Regions from separate parts of the Oryctolagus cuniculus genome. Here region 1 is linked to region 2. A link is a contact called in public Hi-C data. All regions are on one chromosome and are shown on one strand. The core of a region is the stretch at or near the end of the contact, and the rest is flanking DNA. Distances in the headings are between cores, read along the strand shown.

What was found. Hi-C and Micro-C count contacts between places; a contact is called where the count stands out from the background.
Region 1: a Hi-C map of liver shows a contact between it and region 2, with 4 times the contacts expected there. The contact joins the promoter of GPAM here to the enhancer-like site in region 2. A contact is called at or near these places in 2 of 6 Hi-C or Micro-C datasets (liver and psoas muscle).

Annotation. Positions count from the first base shown.
Region 1 is chr15:17,989,560-17,996,772 of mOryCun1.1, reverse strand. It overlaps GPAM (glycerol-3-phosphate acyltransferase, mitochondrial), which reads right to left and starts at 4,660. Exons shown (of 21, transcript XM_008270504.4): 1 at 4,521-4,660.
Region 2 is chr15:17,907,304-17,913,635 of mOryCun1.1, reverse strand. LOC100344092 (guanylate cyclase 2G) reads right to left here. Exons shown (of 22, transcript XM_051823695.2): 20 at 5,045-5,136; 21 at 3,656-3,761; 22 at 1-128. The coding sequence ends at 3,657. It overlaps TECTB (tectorin beta), which reads left to right. Exons shown (of 11, transcript XM_002718744.4): 11 at 9-1,704. The coding sequence ends at 58. Among named protein-coding and RNA genes, the nearest start is that of TECTB, 19 kb to the left of the region's middle. Within about 2 kb of position 3,350, at least 6 of the 8 cell types and tissues checked have an H3K27ac peak or open chromatin away from gene starts, as enhancers often do.

The DNA.
Region 1 (7,213 bases), core at 3,411-5,910, 82 kb before region 2:
AAAGAGAGAGAGAGAATCTTCCATCTGCTGGTTCACTCCCCAAATGGTTGCAACAGCTGGAGCTTGGCCAGGCTGAAACCAGGAGCCAGGCGCTTCTTCTGGGTCTCCCACATGGGTACAGGAGCCCAAAGACTTGGGCCATCTTCCACTGCTCTCCTAGGCACATTAGTAGGGAGCTGGATCAGAAGTAGAGCAGCCATGACTCGAACCAGTGCCCATATGGGATGCTGGCATCGCAGGAGGTAGCTTTACCTGCTACGCCACAATGCTGGCACCTTGCCCTTAGTTTTTATGTCACCCTAGACTGTTAAATGCATCATAGATCAACATCCATCTGCAGTCAAGAATATGGGGCCCACGAGCAACAAGGAACCAATGGAGCTGACTGCAGAAGAGTTAGAGTGAAGCCAAATTGGAATGGAAAGGGTGTTGTCCAGTGAGGGTAGGAAGGGCAAGGTAGGCCTAGGGGTTGCCCTGTGGCCACACTGCCCTGCTGTAGGGTTGCACTCTCCACTCTGCAAGGCTGCACTCTGGTTCCTGTTTAACTCCCTATCTTTTCCACTGGGCTATGGGCTCCGTGAGAGCAGCCACTGTGCTCTGTTGCCCTGAGTCACAGAGCTAATTAGATGTGAGGCAGGGAAGCTGGCGTGGCATGTGGGCACTGAAGGAGCAGTGGCGAGGCACCAGGGACACACAGTGCCGCTTCACAGCCCTGTGTGCACTGAGCGTTGGAGGGCACACCCTCTGTTACCCACCAGTGCGTGCTGTTCTGCCTGCTACAGCAGACAGGCCACCCCCACCTCGCCAACAGCCTCAGCCTGAGCAGTATCCCACAAGATAATTAAAATGCACCCCAAGGGGAGCTTGATGGGAGGGTCAGGACCGTGGCTGCCCTGGAGAGGTGCCTGGGGACTCTGATCAAAAACTCAGCTTCTCCCTGGTCCATGGTCCCTGCGGCAGTACTGGGGGGGTGGGGGGAGACAAGGCTGAGGCTGGGGAGAAGCCAGTCCCTTGACTGCTGCTGCTGCCACCTGGTCCTGTGGCCTTCCCACTGCCAAGTCCTAGAGAGCTTTCCATCGCAGAATTCCCCATTTTCCCAGGCCCTGTTCCTCACAGTTACTGTCTTGGAGTTGACTCAAAAGTGAAGCAAAACAAAACCCAACACAGTTACCAGCAGCCCTCAGGGTCAAGTTCCACAGCAACGGCCCCTTCCCTGTAGAGAAAAGTCCAGCCCTTGGGGACGCGGTTGCTGCTTGCTTTCGAGACTCATTTTGGGTGCCTGTTTCATTTTGTTTTTCTGATTCCTGGTGCGACACTCAAGGCCAAGGCTCAGCCACACTTCCGGCCAGCCCTGGACAGCTGAAAAATACAGTCGGCAAGAGCACTGGGACAAGGGGGGGTGGCAACGGGGCGGCAGGCTGCCTGCTTCCTGCTGCTGGCATGCCCACGGTACTGATGGAGTGTTTTAATTAGCACTAGCTCTGCCTGACACCAGGGAGTCCATTCTATATCTGAAATGCCGCCAGCAGTTACAGACCCTGGTCCCACCATGGTGGTGAAATTAACAAGGCTGAGGGTTCCGGGAGAGGAGTTGTGAAGCTAAACTTTGCACTGCAGCTCTGCTGTCGCATTCCTCACCTGACCTGTGTCATGGCAGGGTTGTGCCTCGGGCTACACGCTGCCACTCAAAGTCTCTCTAGGACTGGGGTTTGATGCCAGAAGATCTCTGGTGCTCTCTCAAGCCCCCAAACCTCTGCAACCGCCCCATCAATCAGGGAGTTTTCAAATTCAGAATTCCCATGTTGAAGGGAGGTGCATCAGGAAGTCCCACTGCCACTGCCTGCTCCAACACTGATGCCCTGGGAAGTCCCACTAGGCCCTGAGAGCCATGAGCCACGGGCAGGGATTGATTCCCAGATGCTGACGGCAAGAGCAAGGCACCAGGCAGAGAAGAGGAGAGGGACAGAGACTTGTTATGACCCTGAAGGTCAAAGGGGCAAAGTCTCCCTCTGCCCACCCCACAGCAGGAAGGCAGGGCAGAATTACAGACGCTAGCATCACCACCCTCTCAGGAGCAGGGGCCTTACATCATTCTCTGAAGACATAGCCTTCCTACCACCTCCCAGGCTGCTAGCTTTGTCTGGAAAAAATGCTAACCAATTCTTACAAGAGCTGTCCCTCAGGCCCTGGCCAGAGAACCACAAAAAGACACTGTGTGCAGCGCAAAAGAGCATGATGCTCCTGGCGGGGGTGGGGGTGAGTGGGCAGCCTTGAGATCAAGAACCGACAGCCAGAAACAGCCTGTGAGCCATCTCCGAATCCTCAGCTCCCCTCCCACTCTCCCTGCACTCAGAATTTCACCTTCGGAGAGCAGCGTCCAGGGGGGTTAAGTGCCCAGGCTGGGCACGTACGTGCTTGGGGAGGCAGGATACAGCTCCTGCAAAGAGGATCAAGGAGGTGAGGAGTCCGGCCTCCAGCTTGGGGAAGGTGCAAGGTGCTGAGAGAAGAGGGGGTCCAGGGTACAGAACAGTCTGAGTCTTCCTCCCGCTCCCTGGCCTTTCTTGGGTGTGGGCCCAACCTGTCTCCATCAGCAGAGGCAGCTGGGGCAGAGCACTGGACAGGAGTCAAGGTGGCCCACACGGAGCACCCACTGTGCTCAGGTCAAGGTCATCAACTGCTATGGTTCATCAAGGATTCCTTTCTTGACAGCTCCATGGAGCCCTTGATTCTTTTTTTCATCACAGATGGGAATGACACAGTTGAGTGAATTTCCCAGGCCTGGAGCTCCCATTCAGCTGTAACTCCCACAAGGGCAGCCAGCTTTCCTTGCCTTCCCGGCTACTCTCCTGGCCTCACACACACACCATCGGCACACAGCTGGCACTGACGGAACACAGAATCTCTGTAGCCAAGTAACACCATGGGAAAAGTCCTTACAGATGAGGAAACCAGGGCTTAGACAACCTAAGTAGCAGCAGCAGAAGCAAGATTGTGTTATGATCTGAACGGCTCTTTTCCCACACTGGATGATTTGCTAACACAAGGCTAATGAGAGGCCCTTAAACGGGGGGCCTTAGGTTAGGTCTTCCTGAGTGGGAGGTCCTGGGACCAGAACATCTCCTGAGAGAGGAGAAGGGGAGGAGTTACCTTAGCGACCACAGTGGATGCAAAGAACTGAAAGACAGACAGAGAAGGGTGAGGGAGGAGGTCAAAGCAGCAAGCAGGCCCCTGCCCATGCAGAGGATGGCCAAGGGAACTGCCCCTTGGAAGAGCAGAGAGGAGTCAGGTCCAGGAGACAAAACCCCCTGCATAGTCTTGGCATTCCCCTTAAAATGAACGGAGAGCATCATTCACTATGACAAGTTTGTCAGACCAATTACTCCGAGTAGTCCCAGGAAACCCACTGGGCCCACAGCAGAGCCAGCTCCTGGGGGAACCACAGAGGGGTCAGCTGGAAGAAGACTCCTCCATCTACGGAGAACCTTTGTGGGGACACGGCCGTGGTATGGTCCCACTGCAGATGACAAGGCAGGCACAACCTGGATACAAACGTGTGAGGACTAAAGCAACATGATGGACACAACTGAGACCAGTGTCAGCCACCAAGAGGAAATGCCATTGGCATGGTTATTTCTTAGCCTACAATGCATTAGAAAGAAATCAGGTTTAAGGACATGGATGTGCCATGAAAGCATTCTTCTCTACTCAACACTAGAATTACATTATTGCTTTCCTTGTTTGTGCATCCCATCCTCCCCTCCTCAGCCACCCCAAGCCAAACCTAACAATTGGAGCAGACAGTCTGTCATTTCTTCGGCCTTTCTTCTTCATTCCAGGTGGTTAAATCTCTGCTGGCCCCAAGCAGAGCCCAGCGTCCATCTGCAGCAAGGAAGTCCTTTGACATGAGCTCTGACAGATTTCAGACCGATCTCTCTCTGCTCAACCCGAACTCAGAAAAACACCATTGAGTTGGGAATGTGGCCGGATGAGAACAGACATCATGCATCAAACACAGATCTCAAGCAAAGAAGGAAGCAAACTCTCATAAATGTGGTGCTCAGTGCTACTCTTCTCTGTAGCCAACATCACCAGGATTTGTGCCACTCAGCCAAGCCCTTGCTGGCCACATCCCATGTACAGATCAGAATTGATGGACACACTTGGATTTATTATAAAGTATCCAAAACCCTCTCAGGATCTGGGGGCTCTGAGGCATGGTGAAGGATTACGTGCAGGCCAAGAGTAGCTAGACCTTGGGGAAGACTCCCTGGGGAGCAAAGGCATGCAGATGTGAATATTGCATCTCAGATGTGCTGGCACCTCTTTCCAGATGCAAACCATTCATGCCAAGACCCTTGGCGTGAATTCTAAGATTCCAAGTTCTTCAGCTTCCTCTGCTGTGTTTGCCTCTCGTGCATTGCACTTTGCATCCGCAACACATCCCATCCCACTCCCATCCATTCTACCCCTATGTCATGACAGCCTAGAAAATTACATCCCCTACCAAAACGTTCAAATACCTGGACCGGTGACTCTGTGGTGTTCGTCGGAGTATTTCCAATCAGTTGATCAGCAGAGCTGTCTGAGACACTGCAGAAGGTGGCCCCAGGCTGTGGATGAATAAAAAACCAGGTCGGACTCCGCTGGGTTCCTGTTTGTATGGCCAGAGGCCTAAGGACTTTGGGTGCTCAGCAAAAACCTCAGAAAAAGTCCCCGGGGAAGCATCCAGCTCTCCCAGTGCAGTTTTGCAACACCCCAGGAGGAGGAAGGCTCTTTAATCAAATAATAACCAGCCAGAGATAAGGCCTGGTAGGCTGAGCTTGGCCAGCCAATCACATGCTTGCTGCCGACCACAAGGACAGGCAGGCCCAGGCTTCTGGAGTGAGTTTCAGGGCTTGTTATAATTTAATGATGCAGTGGGTGGTGTCTTCTCGGCTTTGCCAAGTGGGGGTTTTCTAACTGGGGAGTGAAGCTCTGAGCTCAATAACCTCATGCGCTGTGGAGGTGCCTGGTGCAAGGCTGCAGCTGAGCACCCTGAGTCGTCATATGGAGCCCTAGGCTCCTAGTTCTTGCAGGTATCAGAGAAGAGAGGCTGGAATGGACTGAGCAGGCCTGGGGTCACTGTCAGGAGTGTATTTGACACGAGATGTGCAGCTCCAGGATGGAGCCCCTGCGGCCGTTGTGGACACCCTGGTGACTGCTCTCACACATCGGATACGATTCCCATGCTTTTGCTATCAGACCACTATCAGTAGTGACCCAGGGTTTTTCTAATGTTCTCCAGTCACCCTCCACTCCCAAAGTTACCATTGCTTTTGTAGGCTAGAAGAGGCACTGCAAAGGGGGAGGGGCTTAGCAAGCCTGGGGGTGAATAATGGCCCTGTGTCGCTGGACACATCTGTGGTTCCTTTCCTAGCTGAATTGCTGCAAAGACTAGAAGCAGAGGAACTTGCCCAGCTCCCTGTCGGGCTCATACAGGCCCTGAGGAGTTGCGAACAATTCTTAAATGATATTGACCTATTAGAGCTCAACATTGAAGGAATGCTTTTGCTATGTGAATAACCATTATTTAGCAAAGATTTGTTTTGCATCGACTCTATTGAAAACTGTGCTAACCCCTGGGAGCCTAGCAGGGCTCCCTACCCTCAAGAAAGATGGTGTCGCATGGAGAAAGGAGGGAATCAAAGAGGTCCTTAGAACCAGTGGCAGGCTCCAGAAAGGGACTTGTCACAAGGGGACGGGCTGTCCAAAGGGAACAAGGGACAAACCCTCAGAGGAGGACGGGAAGCATCCCTATGCCAGGGGGTAGAATACAGCCAAACTGTTTCCTGGGGAGCTCCCTGTAGGACCCTACTGGCAAGAAAAAGTCACCCGTGTAATCCTCCCACAACCCCAGGCAAGAGGAAGATACCGTTTTCATTGCCGTTTCAAAGGTGAGGTTTGGAGAATCAGAAAGTGTGAGTAGCTTATGCAAAGCTACCCAGTCAGGAACCAAAGCCAGTGCTGTGTTTGTCCTACTCCAGCTCTTTATTGTTCCGCACATTCAGTCTTGGCTTCCGGGGCAGGCGGGAGGGCGGGCGGGGGTGGGGGTTGGAGAAGAGTGAAGAAGGAGGTTTTATCATTATTTATGGAAAAAATGAATGACAATTAAGCCAACAAATAGTTATTGTTGGGTTGCTTTTTTTTTTTTTTGGAACAATTTTGGTTAACACCCAGAAAGATGGAATAGATACCCGATTCCCAAGCACAGGCTAGATCAGCTTGCTTCCTTCCTAATAGCTAACTGAGGGCAGTGCTGCTGCAGATGCCTGGTTGTTCAGGTGAGAGGAAGGGGATCTTTCGGTGGGGGCAGTACAGGGTGAGGATAGCACCATACATAGAAAGGGGGTGCACAAGGGATTAGAGAAGATGAAAGTCAGAAGTTATAGGGAAAGATGGCTGTTCAGAACAGAAGCAGCAGAGAAAACAGAACGTGGGGAGGGTTCCAGTGGATGACCAGCCTCGTTCCCAGCTTGACCCGTGGGGAGAATGTATCATCTGGGTGTTTGAGATCACCTGATCCACAGTCTAAGCAGATGTGAAGGGTGGGATGGTGTGGGACAGCGAGTGTGCTGAGAGTGAGAGTGCACCCAGACTCTCGTCACCTGTCTGGTCTCCAGCCTTAACCAAAGTCCACCGCCCTGGCAAAGCCCCAGAGAGAGGAGCCATCCCAGCTAGCAGGAGGGAAGGTTCTCCATGGGGAGAGAGTGCCCGGTGAGCACAGGCGAGGACAGGCCTGACCACAGGTCACCTGAGACAGAGATTCCAATGCAAAGTGTAAGAGGAAGAATGATGGCATGGACTAGGAGCGGTGAGAGCGCTCAGATCCGGGAAGTGGATTCACTGCACCAAGATCAGACTGCCTCCGTTTATTTTCCATTTTATCCAGTTGGGCCCATGATTTGCAAAATTCAGTAGACAGAATTCAGAAAAATTTGGTCAGAAAAGCTCTCTATGGGTAGGCAGTGGTCTCAGACCGGCTCCAAGGCACATGGTTTCCTGGACTGGCTACAAGATCCACTCGTGGGAAATTAAAGGGCCTCGAAGTCTGCTCCTTCCTCAAGCACCAGGGAGTCTGGGGCATCGGAGCGCAGAGCGAGGCGGGCAGCTACCAGTGGTTCCGTCTGGGGAGAGGAAGCAACACTGACTGGCACCCATTATCTCCTCACAAACA
Region 2 (6,332 bases), core at 2,101-4,600:
GTTCACAGCTGTTCTCTGTCACCTGGTCACGATGCTGGCGATCTGTGCCGTGTTATAGGAGTTAGCCGGGCCACGGCAGCTCCTCCACCCCAGGTCGTCCTCAGCAGATGACAACTCACGTCTATTCACTGCCAAAAAGAGCAAGAAGAAGCCCACGTTGTTGAGAAGCAGAGACTAGTTGCCTGCCAGCCACATGTTCCAGTAATTTTTGTGACTTCATTGATGGTTTTCCCTGTACTGTCCCACTTTCTCTTGTTACTTCCTGTGGCGCTTAGATCCTGCAAGTCCCTCCCCTTTCCTACACTCAAGTCAGGACTCCTTTGAAAGCTATTCTAGTCTTAAAACACTAACACACCCACCCAAGCATTCTGGGGAGAATGTAGGACAGAAGCTCAAAGTCTATGCTAAATACAGAATGCACAAGAATAAGCAACTTTCCCAAAAAGGGGTTTTGTCATCAGGGCTGCACTATTCTACCTAAGGACCAGAGCTGAGCCTCCGCTGGGTTCCAATCTCTCAAACCAGGATGTGGAATCAGAGTAGAACACCATAGTTTGCTCAAACCTAATTAATAGAAAAGAAATGGATTCTTGTGAGCCCCTAGTACTGACCTAATTTGTCTTTATTATAGTTTCTTAAATATATACAAACTTTAGATATGTATAAGCTTTTTATTTTTAGAGTTGATACGTACTCCTAAAATCAAAAGAAAATTGCAAATGTAATAGGAATAAAACTATAAAAAGAGTAAAACTCACCTTCCTTTCATCTAATTCTCATAATGTAGCATTGCCTAAATGAGACTGCTGCTTGCAACATGACAACAAAGGGGCTCCCACACCCAAGTGCACTGAATTCAGTGACCTGACCCTACCGTATGCATCGTAAGACTTACGCACTCACTACTCTTCTTTATTTGCTCTGCTGCGAGATCTTCATTTGTGTGAAATGATCCGACCTCAGCTAACCTGTACTTAAACATCCCAGCCCATTTCTGTTTTTATCTCATTAACTTACTGCAAACATGAGAATGGAACCAACCAAAATTCAGAAGCACAAATGCAAATCACATGGTAACCTTTCCTCGTATCATGACCCCAGGGATGCAGAATATCCTGACATCAACAATATACATTGTCAACAAACTAAAAATTGAATGAAGCAATCCTGCAGGAGAATTGGCTGCAGGACTATAGGCCTGAGTTGTAAGTTCTTGTCTTGGTTGTATACAGACTTCATTAGTGGGTTTATGATTCTAATGCATGTCAGCCTGTCTCTCTGTATGTAGCATGTTGAGAAATTGCAAGATCTGCAGTTCCATGGTTCTTTTACAACTCGAGTTAGTGAATGCAGAAATTAAACTACTAGTCAAGTCTCTGGAGAAATGAAGTACATGCTTGCTTAGCGATAGGCCAGAGTAAAATGACTTGCGTAGCCTAAACTTGCTCTCTGAGCTGGTTTTCCAACCAGTCTGAGATCCCCGCTTTCTGTGAATGCAGAGTCTTTAGTAGTCAGGGAAGACAGAAGACGTATTTTATTGGTTCTAGTCCAAAACTCTTAAGTAGCCCATTCCTAGCCATATTCATAAATCCTTGGCTGTCAGAGTAAAACAATGTTGTGTTAGTTTGGCTTTATTTTGTCAACATGTTTTATGATCTTGTGTCTACCTGGTGCTATGGAATAAATAAAAAGCCTTAAAATAAATAACCTATGACTACAGTTTACAGCACTAGTATATCATGCTGAAAGTCAATTCCTCAACTCCCCCAGGAGCTTTTCCAAGTAGAGCTTCTTAGACGCTCATGTAGACCACAGACTCACAGCCATCCCGTCCTACTGCAATGTCTCAAATGCTCCAGGACCGGATCTCCCACCCAGGGAGGCCAAGCCATTCCACACGTGTAACACCTGGAGGAGAAGGTGTCTCCGGTCAGCCCTGTCTCTAAGGCCCTCAGGTCTCTTGCCAGCAATGGTTAATGTTAACCACTAGCCCCACGATGCTTGGATGCCTTCTTTCTCTAAACTTCTCTATTAAGGAACTAAGAGAAAATACTTTCAAAACAATCTTCCTTGTGTTCACAGTGGACACAGAAAAAAAAAAAAACTGGACATAGACTGTAGGAAACTGCTTCCACCAAAATCCATGGTTATGATCCCTAAAACTTCTCTGTCTCTCTCTCCAGATATGTGTGTGTATACTCAGTATGTGTGTTGTGTATGTGTTCCTGTGTGTATATGTATGTAAATGACACATGTATATGGATGTCTATGTGTGCAACTGTATGTATGTTTTGTATATATGTGTCTGGATGCCACATGTTTATAATGGTTAAGGAAAAGGACAGAAGTCACAAAGTCCTAATTACATAAACATGATGTGTGTAAGCATGTGGGCCAGGACTAGAAGTAAACACACACTGAGTAAAATACAAATATGGGGTAATAACAGACAATTGCCTTATCCAAGCCATCTCTGAATCTGCAGGTCGTCTTCTAGAGCCCTTTTAATGTAACAGTTGCATTCGCACTAGGGATGCCTCCTTTCCCCCATTGCAAGAAGCCAAAGATCAAGGGAATGTCATGTCTTTGGTGCCCCCTCCCCACAGTGTGGTGGTGGGTGGCACAGAGTAAGTTCAGCAGGAAAGGGTCACCAACATGAGGCCTGATGCCCTAAACCCAGCTGCTCTGCCAGGTTCCGGAGCAATGCCACAGACGATGCCTGCACGTGAGGAGCTGCAGCAGATGAAGAAGTGCTGAGAATGCATCAGTGGCTCGTAAATCTAAGACAGGAACCACCAGATGAACGGACCCGGAAACCTGTTCTTTGGAAAGAGGGAGAAGTAATCCTGGCAGGAACAGAGGGGCTCGTCTTTGTGTGCTGGAAATATTTAATGAAGTCTTCGTAAGTGAATCAAAGACCCCACCTAAAATTCAAGCTAGAGGTTTTGCTCGGTGAGTAGGAAAGGCAGTAAGCGATACTTGGGGGACAGGATGAGATCTGCGTGGAAGCTGCCGCACTCCCGGGAATTTAGGGCGGAGCAAGGCCTTCCAGCCTCTGCAGTGGGCCTGTCTACTCGCAGTAACTTCAGCTCTGCTGGACGCCAAGAACAGCCTAGATTTCGGAGGTTTTTTCCCATACTGGACAAATTCCAGAGATCCCTTTGATAAGGGCTCATATCTCCTGGCAAGCATATTAGCTAATAAGGAAAATAAGCACTAATGGTCAGGAAGCAGCCCCCTTGCAAAGCAAAGCGCCTGTGACTGCAGGCTGCAGCCTCCTGCTCCTCCCGGTCCCAGAATGACGTGTTTCACTGCAGATTCAGAAGTTACTGGGCTGGAAATATCTGGCAGCTAGGGCTGGCTATCTGGCAGATAAAACAGCAGTCCCTCAGGGCTGGGAGCCCAGTCTTGGTCCCCCCTCCCTCCGCCCCCCGGAAATGAGTTCACCATTTTCAGCTCATCCAAATCCACGTTGGCTCTGGAGCCAGCACAGGGGTAGGAAGAGAAAGTCAGACAGATGGCGCCCCCTAGTGGGAGATTCACTTAAGACCCCGGAATTACACTTCTTCGATGGGATATGGAGAGGGGTCCAAGAGGGGACCCCCCTGCAGACTTTTCATGTGATTCCACAAATATCTTAAAGGACAAGACGTACCTCACAAGGTCTCTGGGTCGTTAACGTCTTCCTCAGTAAATTCGGGGACTGCAACAGTGAGGCCTTCTTTGCCTTTCAACCAGAAAGTGGTTTGCTCTCCTTTGCCCTGCGGGAGGCAGCAGAGAGGCTGGTGTCACAGAGTGGGGCCAGCAGAAGCCACCTCCATGAGGGAAATGCCTCCTTCCAGACAAAATGCTGATTATTGTCTTGGGCTTTGCTCGCAAGCCTACTTGACTACTTCAAAAAAAAATCATGGAAAAAGCACATTCTGCACACACACACAAAATCTGCATGGATTTCAGAATTTTTGCAGCAGCATAGACATACATTTTAATTCCATTTTTGCACAAGATGTTTGATGTATCCTGGTACATAGTCAGCAATGGCCTAGCCAGAAGGGCCACTGGAGGTGAAATTTCATTGCAAAGAAAATCTTTTCAAAATAATAAGAAAATCTGTTTAATTCCTGCTATGAGCTGGACACCAAGAGAAGCATCCTGTGCATGGGTTCAGAATCAGTCCTCCATCTATACTTCAAGGGTGGGGTTAACATCATTCCCATTATACAGCTGACAAAGCCAAGCCCTCAGACCAGACATCCAGGAAGTAGTGGGACTGGACTCCAAGACAGAAGGGTCTTCTAGAAAGGTCTTGCTCTTAGCTGGAGTGAGGTGATGGAGAGGAGTATGCCAGGGCCGGCGGTGGCACACTGGAGAGCTGATGCCACCCCTTTCCTTTCACTTCTTTCTCCAGGGCCCCCTTACTCAAACGCCCCAGCCATAGTAACCACTGACCTCCCGCCCCATGTACACAGCTCCCAGGTGTTCCTGAGAGCATCTCCCGGGAGTATTTGCCCCTGCTCCCCACCCCAAGAAAGACCAGGCAAAAGGCAAATATGAGAACACATTGTAGGGCATTGCAGGGACAGAGGCCATGATGAAGGCGATGAAGCAGAAAAAAATAAAAAGAGATGTTTTTCCCTTTAATATACAGAGATGAGGTCCTCATACCTCCAAGACCAAACCCATGGGCTCTGTCGCCCCTCCCTGGGCACTTGAGACCCAGATCAGGAAAGGAAGGCTTTCTAACTCCTGGACTTGTATTTGCTGTTGCCTTGTGTGGGAGCCAGGGGACCTGCTCTGTGTACCAGGGGAAGAGGAGGCATGCTGTGAGGGCTTGGCTCAGTGGGAGCCGAGGGCTTTCCTGCCGGGGAGTCCATGGGCAGTCCTCTTGGAAGGAGGAAGAGCTGCCGTCGTGGGAACCTCCAGGGGGACCTCAGGGGTCTCTACGCCATGACTGCCTGAAGGCCCCTTCATCCTACCCATCCTCCCCACATCTCCCCCAGGGACCCAAACAGGGCGGAGGGGATCACACTTGGCCTGGTCTTACCTTGACTGGAATGGTGCCTCTCTTTTGCAAATCGTATCCTCCCAATGCCAGCAGGGCAGCCGCAGTGCTCTGAGAGACGTGGATCCGGAACGCTGCCAGGAATAGGACATTGTCTACTTATCCCCTGGACGAAGGAGTGTCTGTGGGGCAGGGGCTGCTTTGGCGAGGGAACCTACACTGGCCAGATTCTCTGATCACCAGAATCTCTCATCAGACAAACCACCGTCTTTCTGAAGTCTAGGACCCTTCGGCTGTGATCCTCAACCACCCAGGCAATGCCCAGGCACTGCTGGGTGCTATTCAGGTTCCAGCATGTCCAGGTTCAGTATGTCCCAGCACTGACCGGGGTGATACAAGCTGCTTCTCCCATGCCTGGAGGTCACTGAGCTCCTCACACTCCCTGGGGCGGGCCTGCAGTGCAGACACACGACCACACTGTTGTTCCCCACACTGACATGTACGTACAGTTAGGGCAGCTCCACCTTGAAATTTATCCTGCAAACCCTGATTTACAAGATAAGAGAGAGATCTAAAATCTGTGTTTGAGATGCTAGATTAACTTACACAATGAAATAAAGGAAATCATTTTTAATGTCTTCATATATTGCGGGAAATTTACAAGTTCAAAATGATGTTAACCTAAACTCTTTAGAAGTTAAGACACCGAATAATTCTGTTTTCCGTGTCTTGACTGATGAGTGGCATAGATGTGTCTAGTAGCAATCATTGCACTGACATTACTACCCAGGGCTGGTGTTTGGCCTAGCAGTTAAAGCACCTACGTCCCACATTAGGGTGCTGGAGTTCTACATTCTGCCCCAGCTCCTGCCTCCAACTTCCTGCTAATGCAGTCCCTGGGAGGCAGCCCAGGTCGTTGGGTTCTTGCCACCCATGTAGGAGACTTCATTGAGTTCCTGGTTCCTAGCTTTGACACCCGGCCCAGAGCATTGCAAGTACTCGGGGAGTGAACCAGCATCTGGGAATGTTCTCTCTCTCTCTCTCTCTCTCTCTCTCTGCATCATAAATAAATAAATAAGTCAAAATTATACAAAGTAAAATTATGTGATAATCTCTGGAGTTCCTGTCCATAGATTTCTCCTGCACCACCAAGAAGAGACTGTATATTAGGTGTGGGAAAAGTACCACCTCCAGGCCAAATCTGACCCATTTGCAAATAAAGTTTTATTGGAACACAGCCATGCCCATTTATTAATAAACTGTCTATGGCTGCTTTGGAGCCATAACAACAGACTCTGTGGTCCATCAAGCCTGAAATATTTACTGCCTA